Linked DNA regions of Sus scrofa: region 1 is linked to region 2. A link is a contact called in public Hi-C data. All regions are on one chromosome and are shown on one strand. Each heading gives the region's core, a stretch centred on a gene start, on an enhancer-like site or on the middle of the called end of the contact. The rest is flanking DNA. Distances are from core to core; before and after follow the strand shown.

The links. Hi-C and Micro-C count contacts between places; a contact is called where the count stands out from the background.
Region 1: a Hi-C map of omental adipose tissue shows a contact between it and region 2, with 1.9 times the contacts expected there. The contact joins the promoter of IL17B here to the enhancer-like site in region 2. A contact is called at or near these places in 1 of 5 promoter capture datasets (liver), 23 of 47 Hi-C or Micro-C datasets (alveolar macrophages, brain, embryonic fibroblasts and 12 more) and 1 of 2 datasets of contacts at active chromatin or transcription factors (skeletal muscle).

What each region holds. Positions count from the first base shown.
Region 1 is chr2:150,581,904-150,585,662 of Sscrofa11.1, reverse strand. It overlaps IL17B (interleukin-17B), which reads left to right and starts at 2,037. Exons shown (of 14, transcript XR_002342005.1): 1 at 2,037-2,435.
Region 2 is chr2:150,537,089-150,540,526 of Sscrofa11.1, reverse strand. It overlaps IL17B (interleukin-17B), which reads left to right. Exons shown (of 14, transcript XR_002342005.1): 7 at 323-529. It overlaps PCYOX1L (prenylcysteine oxidase-like), which reads right to left. Exons shown (of 7, transcript XM_003124085.4): 7 at 1,134-3,438. The coding sequence ends at 3,285. Among named protein-coding and RNA genes, the nearest start is that of PCYOX1L, 13 kb to the right of the region's middle. Within about 2 kb of position 1,391, at least 21 of the 83 cell types and tissues checked have an H3K27ac peak or open chromatin away from gene starts, as enhancers often do. A contact at or near this core is called in fetal skeletal muscle, omental adipose tissue and skeletal muscle, where this site is marked.

The sequences.
Region 1 (3,759 bases), core at 788-3,287, 44 kb before region 2:
AGAGTGACGTGGAAACATTAGTCAGGGGGATCCTGAAATTTCCATCGGAGGCGAGAAGTCTTGCATCTCGATTCAAAGAATTGGTTGCATCAGTGTAGGATGGGAAACTTAGATTTCCCAAACGGAGTCACCACCACCTCTGTGATGTGGCTGGAGCCAGGCTGCATCAGTAGATATGGAGGGTTTGTTTTTTTTTACATTCCACCTGCAGCATATGGAGCTTCCCAGGCTAGGGGGTCTAATCGGAGCTACAGATGCCGGCCTTCACCACAGCCACAGCAATGCCAGATCCAAGCCACATCTGCAGCTCGCAGCACTGATGGATCTTTAACCCACTGAGCAGGATCAGGGGTCGAACCTATGTCCTCATGGATACTAGTCAGGTTCATTACCACTGCACCACCACGGGAGCTCCTGCCAGAGTCTTGGCACCCGCTCCTGCTCCCACCTGAGCCCTGGATCCTTCATCCCCACTATCCTGCTGGCATCCATCCGATCTCTCCTCAAATGGCAGCCCCGCAGAGACCCTCCCGACCTCTCAATTTAAAGCAGCCCTCCTAGGGGTTCTTGTCATGGCGCAGCAGAAACAAAATCTGACTAGGAACCATGAGGTTGTGGGTTCGATCCCCGGCCTCGCTCAGCATTGCTGTGAACTGTGGTGTAGGTTGCAGACGCAGCTCAGATCTGGCGTTGTTGTGGCTGTGGTGTAGGCCGGCAGCTGTAGCTCTGATTTGACCCCTAGCCTGGGAACCTCCATATGCCATGGGTGCAGCCTTAAAAAGCAAAAACAAAGGTGCCCTCCTAATCCGGCCACCCGCGGGTGTAGCCCTCCTAATCTGGTCACTTCTCGCCGTACCACTGGGCTCCATTGTCCTCCTTGACTCTGTCGCGATCTAAGATTGACGGTGCGGTGGCTGATTTGTTTGTGTCTGTCTCCTGCTCTAGACTGTAAAATCCTCAGAGCTGGGATCTGTCTTATTCTCCCGTCCATCCTGGGCACAGAAATGGCACTTGGCGCATGGCAGGCCCTCGGTGAACTTTCGGTGAATACAGATGTTAACGGCGAAGGCCAACCACGCCCTGGAGACTGACATCCACTAAAGAAAGCGCCCTTGGAGTCCATGGACCCGCTCAGCTGCACATAACACCTGGTGTGCACCTGTGCTGTCTTCCGTGAAGACGGCTGAGTGTTTTTATTAGGGTCTCAAAGGAGGTCCTGGCCTCCCAAAAGAGGCCTTGACTGTGCAGGAAGGAAAACAAGTTAAATTCAGTCTCGGATGCCCACTGGGGGCCCCGGGCATGTTTAGCCTGGAGGAGAGAAGCCCAAGGAAGCCAGGGTCACTGTTTGTAAACCTCTGTGGGCAGCAGAGGATCCGGAAAATGACAGGGCTTTTCCTCCAACGAGAGAAGGAGCGTCTCACAACCCAGGCTGACCAAGGGCCCAGGCAGGCTGGTCAGGTGACGAGATCCTTGTCATTGGGGTGTGCAAGCAGATGTCCCTGTGGCTCTGTCAGAATTCGCTCTGGGATGAGCGGGCCAAACGAGTTTTGGGAAGTCAGAGGGGTGGATGCTTGGGTCAGAGGGGACAGTCTCTAAATGAATGTAACTGTGGTTCCTTCCGGCCTCACACAGATTGGAGTGCAACTGACATGGCCCTGGCCATCCCCAGAGGGAGCCACTCAGATGCCACCCTCACAGTCCACCTAAAAGGAGCAAGTCTGTACCTGCCCCTCGCTGCTGGCTGGGTGTCTACTCTGCCTGCGCCCATGACCCGAAGAGGGGCTGTCTAGGTCTGAAATGCAAGCACAGAGTTCCCGTCGGGGCTCAGTGGTTAATGAATCTGACTAGGAACCATGAGGTTACGGGTTCGATTCCTGGCCTTGCTCAGTGGGTTAAGGATCCGGCGTTGCCGTGAGCTGTGCTGTAGGTCGCAGACACGCCCGGGATCCCGCATTGCTGTGGCTCTGGCGTAGGCCGGTGGCTACAGCTGCTATTCAACCCCTAGCCTGGGAACCTCCATATGCCGCGGGAGCGGCCCCAGAAATGGCAAAAAGACAAAAAATAAAATGCAAGCAGAGGACAGGTCGCCTCTTCTGGGCACTGCCCTTTCACAGCAATAAGCTTGGCTGGCACGGGAATGCCGGAGGCGTTCGGTGCCCCACGGGCAAGGCGGTCTCCCTCCCATCTCCCTCCGGCTCCTAAGCAGGATGGCCTGTCCTTCCCGGGGAGGCCACGAGAGGGCGCCGCCCCTCCTGCCAGCGGCAGCCTCCTTGGCCCCTCCCCCGGTGGGCGTGGCCCAGGACGCCTGTCCGTCAAAGGAAGGGCGACCCTCGCTGCTGGAAGAGCGCGAGTGGTCCCGGGGGTCCGTCCGCGGACCTGTCAGGGGTGCCCGCTCCTTCTCCCCGCAGGACAGAGGCCCGCGGCGAGCCTGGCAGGTAGGGCTGTGCTGAAAGTGTTCGTGCGTGAGGCTGTGTCGCAAGCGGTCTCAGCCCCCAGGTTCGCCCTTGTGCACGTGTGGGACGCGTCCCGGGCGGGGCCCCGGTGGTCGCGTTCACCGCCGCGTCCCCCGCAGCCCGCGCGCACGGGCCCAGGAAAAGCGGGCGGAGTTGCACCGAGGTACATAGACCGGACGGTCAGCGTTCCTTGGTGGCCTAGCCGTGGTCACTGCAGCAGCTTGGGTCGCAGCTGTGGGGCAGTTTGAAGTTTTGGTCTGGAAACTTCCCCGTGCGCCGGGCGCGGCCAGAAATGGAAAAGCAGAAAGAAAGAGGCCACTCCCTTCGCTGGGTCCTTGCCGTTCCTGCTGTCCTTACCCCCGCCCCCCATCTCAAACCCTGGTGGCGAAGCCACCCGTGGGGTCAGGAGGCCCCCCTGGCGGTCATTACCCAGCGGTGTGGAAGGTTCTAGAAGGAACGCAGCAGGACGAGGCCTGCGCGCGGAGCTCGGCCCTGTCCCGCCTCTTCCGCTGTCGCTGGGGCTCCCGGGTGCCCGGGGCTCCGGGGGCCTTGGGCTCCTCGTCGTGAGGACACGCGCGTCGGGGCGGGGAGGCCCTGCGCATCTGGGCAGCTCAGGGCAGATGCTCTGGCCAGGGTGTGGGGGTTTCTTCCCCACAGCGGGGCCGGGTTGGGGGACCCTCAGAGGTGGCGTCTCCAGCGTCCCCGCGTGGTGGGCGGGATGCGGCCGCACAGCCGCCGCAGAGGTCCCTGTGAGCCCGGACCCGGGCCACGCGGTTCAGACGCCGTCCCCGTCTCTCCTCTGGTCGGTCAGTCACCCCGCTGGGCTTGGAGGGGCGAGGCTGCCCTTCGGCGGGGCCGGTGGGTGACCCGGCCCCGCGGCTCAGCCTGCGTCTTGTCCCTCCCTCAGGCCCTGGCCTCGTGGGGCTCTCCCCCTCCCCTCCCTCTGCAGCGGGTGCTCCTGGACCCCGCCTGGCACTTCCGGGGGCTTCTGGCCGTGCTGACGTGGGCCCTGGTGGCTGGCCGGCCTCTGGAAACGTCCAGCCGCGGGAAGGGCCGCCTGAGCAGGGGCCGTGTCGGGGGTTTGTCTGCCCCCTCCCCCCATCCCCGATGGGCGCTTCATCCCGGGACCTCAGGTGGGACGCATTTGAAGGCAGGGTCTTGAAAGAGGCAACTGGTGTTAAGCAAGGTCACCTGGCTGGGCCCGGAACTGCACCTGGACCTGTCCATGTAGGAAGAGACTAAGATGCGGACAGCGGCGAGGACACGGGGGGGGGGGGGGGGGGCGGGGGCGGGGGAAGACCTCAGA
Region 2 (3,438 bases), core at 142-2,641:
CCGCCCCTGCGATTCAGTCCTCCCCGCCCTCCCAGTCCTGCGACGCATGCTAAATCAGCTGTTCTAGGGGCTAAAAATACCTTCCACCCCGAAAACAGCTGAGGGGCTCAGGCCGATTTCTGAGGCTGAGACTAGTTGGCACTGAGCGTTAGTTTCAGTCAGAGGGCAGCAGCGGGAGAGGAGTCGTTCCTTGGCTGCCAGCCTCAGCGCCCGAGGCAGCTCTAGTTCGCAGGCTTTGCAGGGCCCATTCATGAAAGGGCGGTGGTTAGGTATGTGCCTGTCTGCGCTGGCAAGCACCTTACCTTTTTTGGTATTGTTCTAGAGTGGATTCTGGCTAAAATTATCCCGGGAAGCTTCGGCCCGGTTCCAGACACATGGAAACAGACTTCATGTGCCAGTGCAGGCTGATCTGTCCGCAGCCGCCTCCTCCCGAGGGGCTGCTCTTGCCTGAGGCCCCGCAGCTGCTCTCCAGGCCTTAAGACTTCAGCTGCAGCCAAGGGACCCACGGCCTCCAGAGCCTTTCTGCGGGGTAAGGGCCTGGGAGCCCCAGGGCGTGGGCAGTAGGTGGGGAGACTCCTCTGGGCGGGGCCGGCCGTCCTCCTCCTCAGACACGGAGACGCGCAGGTGCCAGCTGGCGGGACGCGGCCGCGGCCTTGCCTCTTTCTGGCGGCCGTTTCCTGCTCTGAAATGAGCAGGTGGGATCTGGGCATCCCCAGGCTCTCCTCCAGCTTCACGGTTCTGAACTCACGAGTGTGGCTGGCACCTGGAGGAGCTGAGGCCCTTGGAGAGCCAGCTCTGCACTGTACCCCGGAACCTCCTTTGCTCTGATTCTAAGTGGTGCTTGTGTTTTCCACTGTCTGGTGAGAAACCCTCACTCCATGAGAACAGACGCCCCATCTGCCGTCCAGCGCTGCATCTTTGGCCCGCGGCAGAGTGAGCGCCCAGCGCAGGCGAGGGGTGCAGCACTTGGTGAATGAATGCCCCTGGGGGGGGGGCCCACGACCTGCTCCTCCTGAGTCAGGAGCAAGACATGCTCTCCCCCCGAACGCCCCCCTCCCCCCACGTCTGAATTTTGCTGGGTGACCTGCTCTGGGGTAGTTGTAAACATTTACCACATCCCGGCACTACTGAGGTGGCGATGCCTCGTTCCTGTTTATTTGGCAGATTGTAGGGTTCTGTCTTGGCAACTGCTCTCTCCCCTCCCAGAGAGCTGGGGGCCCTTGGGGGCTGCCTTCTGGAACCTCTGGCCTCTCCTTGTGGGCAGAGGGGCGGTGGGAGCCAGCCCTCAGCTTTGGGCTCGTGGCAGCAGGCGGCGTGGCTGGCTGCTGTCCTGAGCTGGCCAGGCCTGCCCACCCAGGGACAGGGAGCTTCGGAAGGACCAGCCCGCCCCACTGCGGCCAGGCTGGGGATCACACGGGGCTGCCCTGGTGCCTCTTCTGTGCACATGTCCTTAGGGATGCGGGGGGGGGGGGGCTGTCAGGGACAAGACTGGTATTGGCCCCACGCCCCGGTCCTCAGCCACATGGCGACGGCCCGTGCCATCGTCACGTCTGACCCCGGCCGTGAAAAGAGGCCGCTGCACATGGATCTCTGTGGACCTGGGAGGAGGGGAGGGCGCCGCCCCGTCCCCGCCTGGGCGACACTGTGCCTTTCTCCAGAGCCGGCTCCCCCCTTTGATCTTGGATGAGACCCTTGGTGCCGCGGTGGGACCTGACTGTTCTAAGCCCATCAGTTTAGTCTCGTCCCCAGTGTCCCAGGTACTCGGCCAGCCGCTGAGCCCAGAGCCCGTCAGCACGTGGCATTCTCTCGGCCCCAGGAATTGGTTCCACAGGGGCCCAGAGCCCAGACTTTGCTTCATGGGTCCTCGTGGGAGAAGACCCTCTGACGCTGGCGGCTGTGGGCAGCCGTCTCTGCCCTTGAGAGGAGGCAGGGCACCTCGCCGTGCTCGGTGCTGGCGCGGCCCCGGCCCTTCATCATAACCAGCGAGGCCCTCTGTCGCTTCAGCTAGCTGACCTGTCGTCCTCTGTCGCACTGGGGAGCGGTCTTCCTTCCTGCGACGACCGAGAGGCGTGCGCCCGTGCCCGTGCCCTTTAAAAGCACCAGCCGGTCCGCCACCCCTGCTGTCACCTCTGCCTAGTAAAACAGGAAAGCCCAGTAAAAGCGACTCAGAGGCCACGGAGCCTCTGCCTGCGTGAAGGGTACTTTGCCCCACGCCGAATTCAGTTAATTCCAAGGAGAAGCTCCAGGCTGAAGCCCAGTTCTGCGAACTCACTGGGAGACCTGGGGCCAGTTCTCTTCTCGCTTTGGCCTTGTAGCTCCACCTCTACCAGACGAGGGACAAGGGCTGATGACCTCTGGGGCGTCTAGGAAGTCCTGACGTCCAGGTCCTCGGCAGCCTGGTGTCCTCTTGGTGTCTGCGTCCTCCCCCGAGGCGTGTTTAGCAGGTCGGGGTGGGACCTGGGCGTCCTCACCTGAACGCCATCCCACTACCTTCTGCTCTGCGGCGAATGTCTGGGCTGGACGCTCTCCGCCGCCGGGAACTTGGCTTCTCCCAGGCGGATGGGCCGTGTTCTTGCTCAGCCCTCGCTTTCCGGGCAGAGGGTCGGTCCTCCCAGGCGCCTCCTTCGCCTGCGATGCTCCCTTTGCCACTGGCTGCCGTGAGGCTCGAGCTCACGGGCAGCTCTCTGCTCGGGCAGCCTTTCTCCCTTGTGTCCTTCCACGGTCGCCTCCCCCACCCGCAGGGGGATCCAGAGGCTGGACTGTCGTGCAGTCAGTTCTCAACTGGGCACTTTGCATCTAAGGTGCCTGCAGTGAACAGGCGCCGGCGCCCTGTCCTAGGTTTTCTGACCTCCCCTCTGCGGGGAGCCGTCTGATTTCTGGAAAGCACTGCCTCAGGTGCCTTTTGGGAGCTGGCAGGGGACGCACCAAGAAATCGGATTCCGAGTTCTCTGCCTTCCACGGCCTCCCAGAGTCCTCACGGTGTCCTCTCAGAAAACCAAGTCAGAAGCAGCTTGAGATGGGTTTTTATTTCTTCTTAAAAAAAATAAATAAGCGGATAGAGGGCGGGAACGTCCTTCCCTTCCCCCCTCTCCCGTCGAGAGGCTCCCCCGGGAGGATGGTTTCGCTGGAGAGGCGGGGGGTCCTCCGGGACCCGTGCTGGAGGGCGCCGGCGCTCCGCAGCCCCGGGGTCTGAAGGACGCTCCGCCTGAGGGGACAGAGGGGGTGCGGTGGCGGTGGGGGGCCCCTCCTTCAGCTCGGCCGGCCGCTCCCTGGGCCCCCAGGCCTCACAGCTCCGTCTTCACCTTGTGCATCAGATCCTTTTGGTCAATCTTGTCCAGGTCCTGGTACCAGCGGTTGAAAGCCAGCAGGGCCACGTTCTTGGCGGCCACAGCTGTCACCTCCACGGAGCTGGCCGCCCACTCCAGGGCGTTGAGGTGG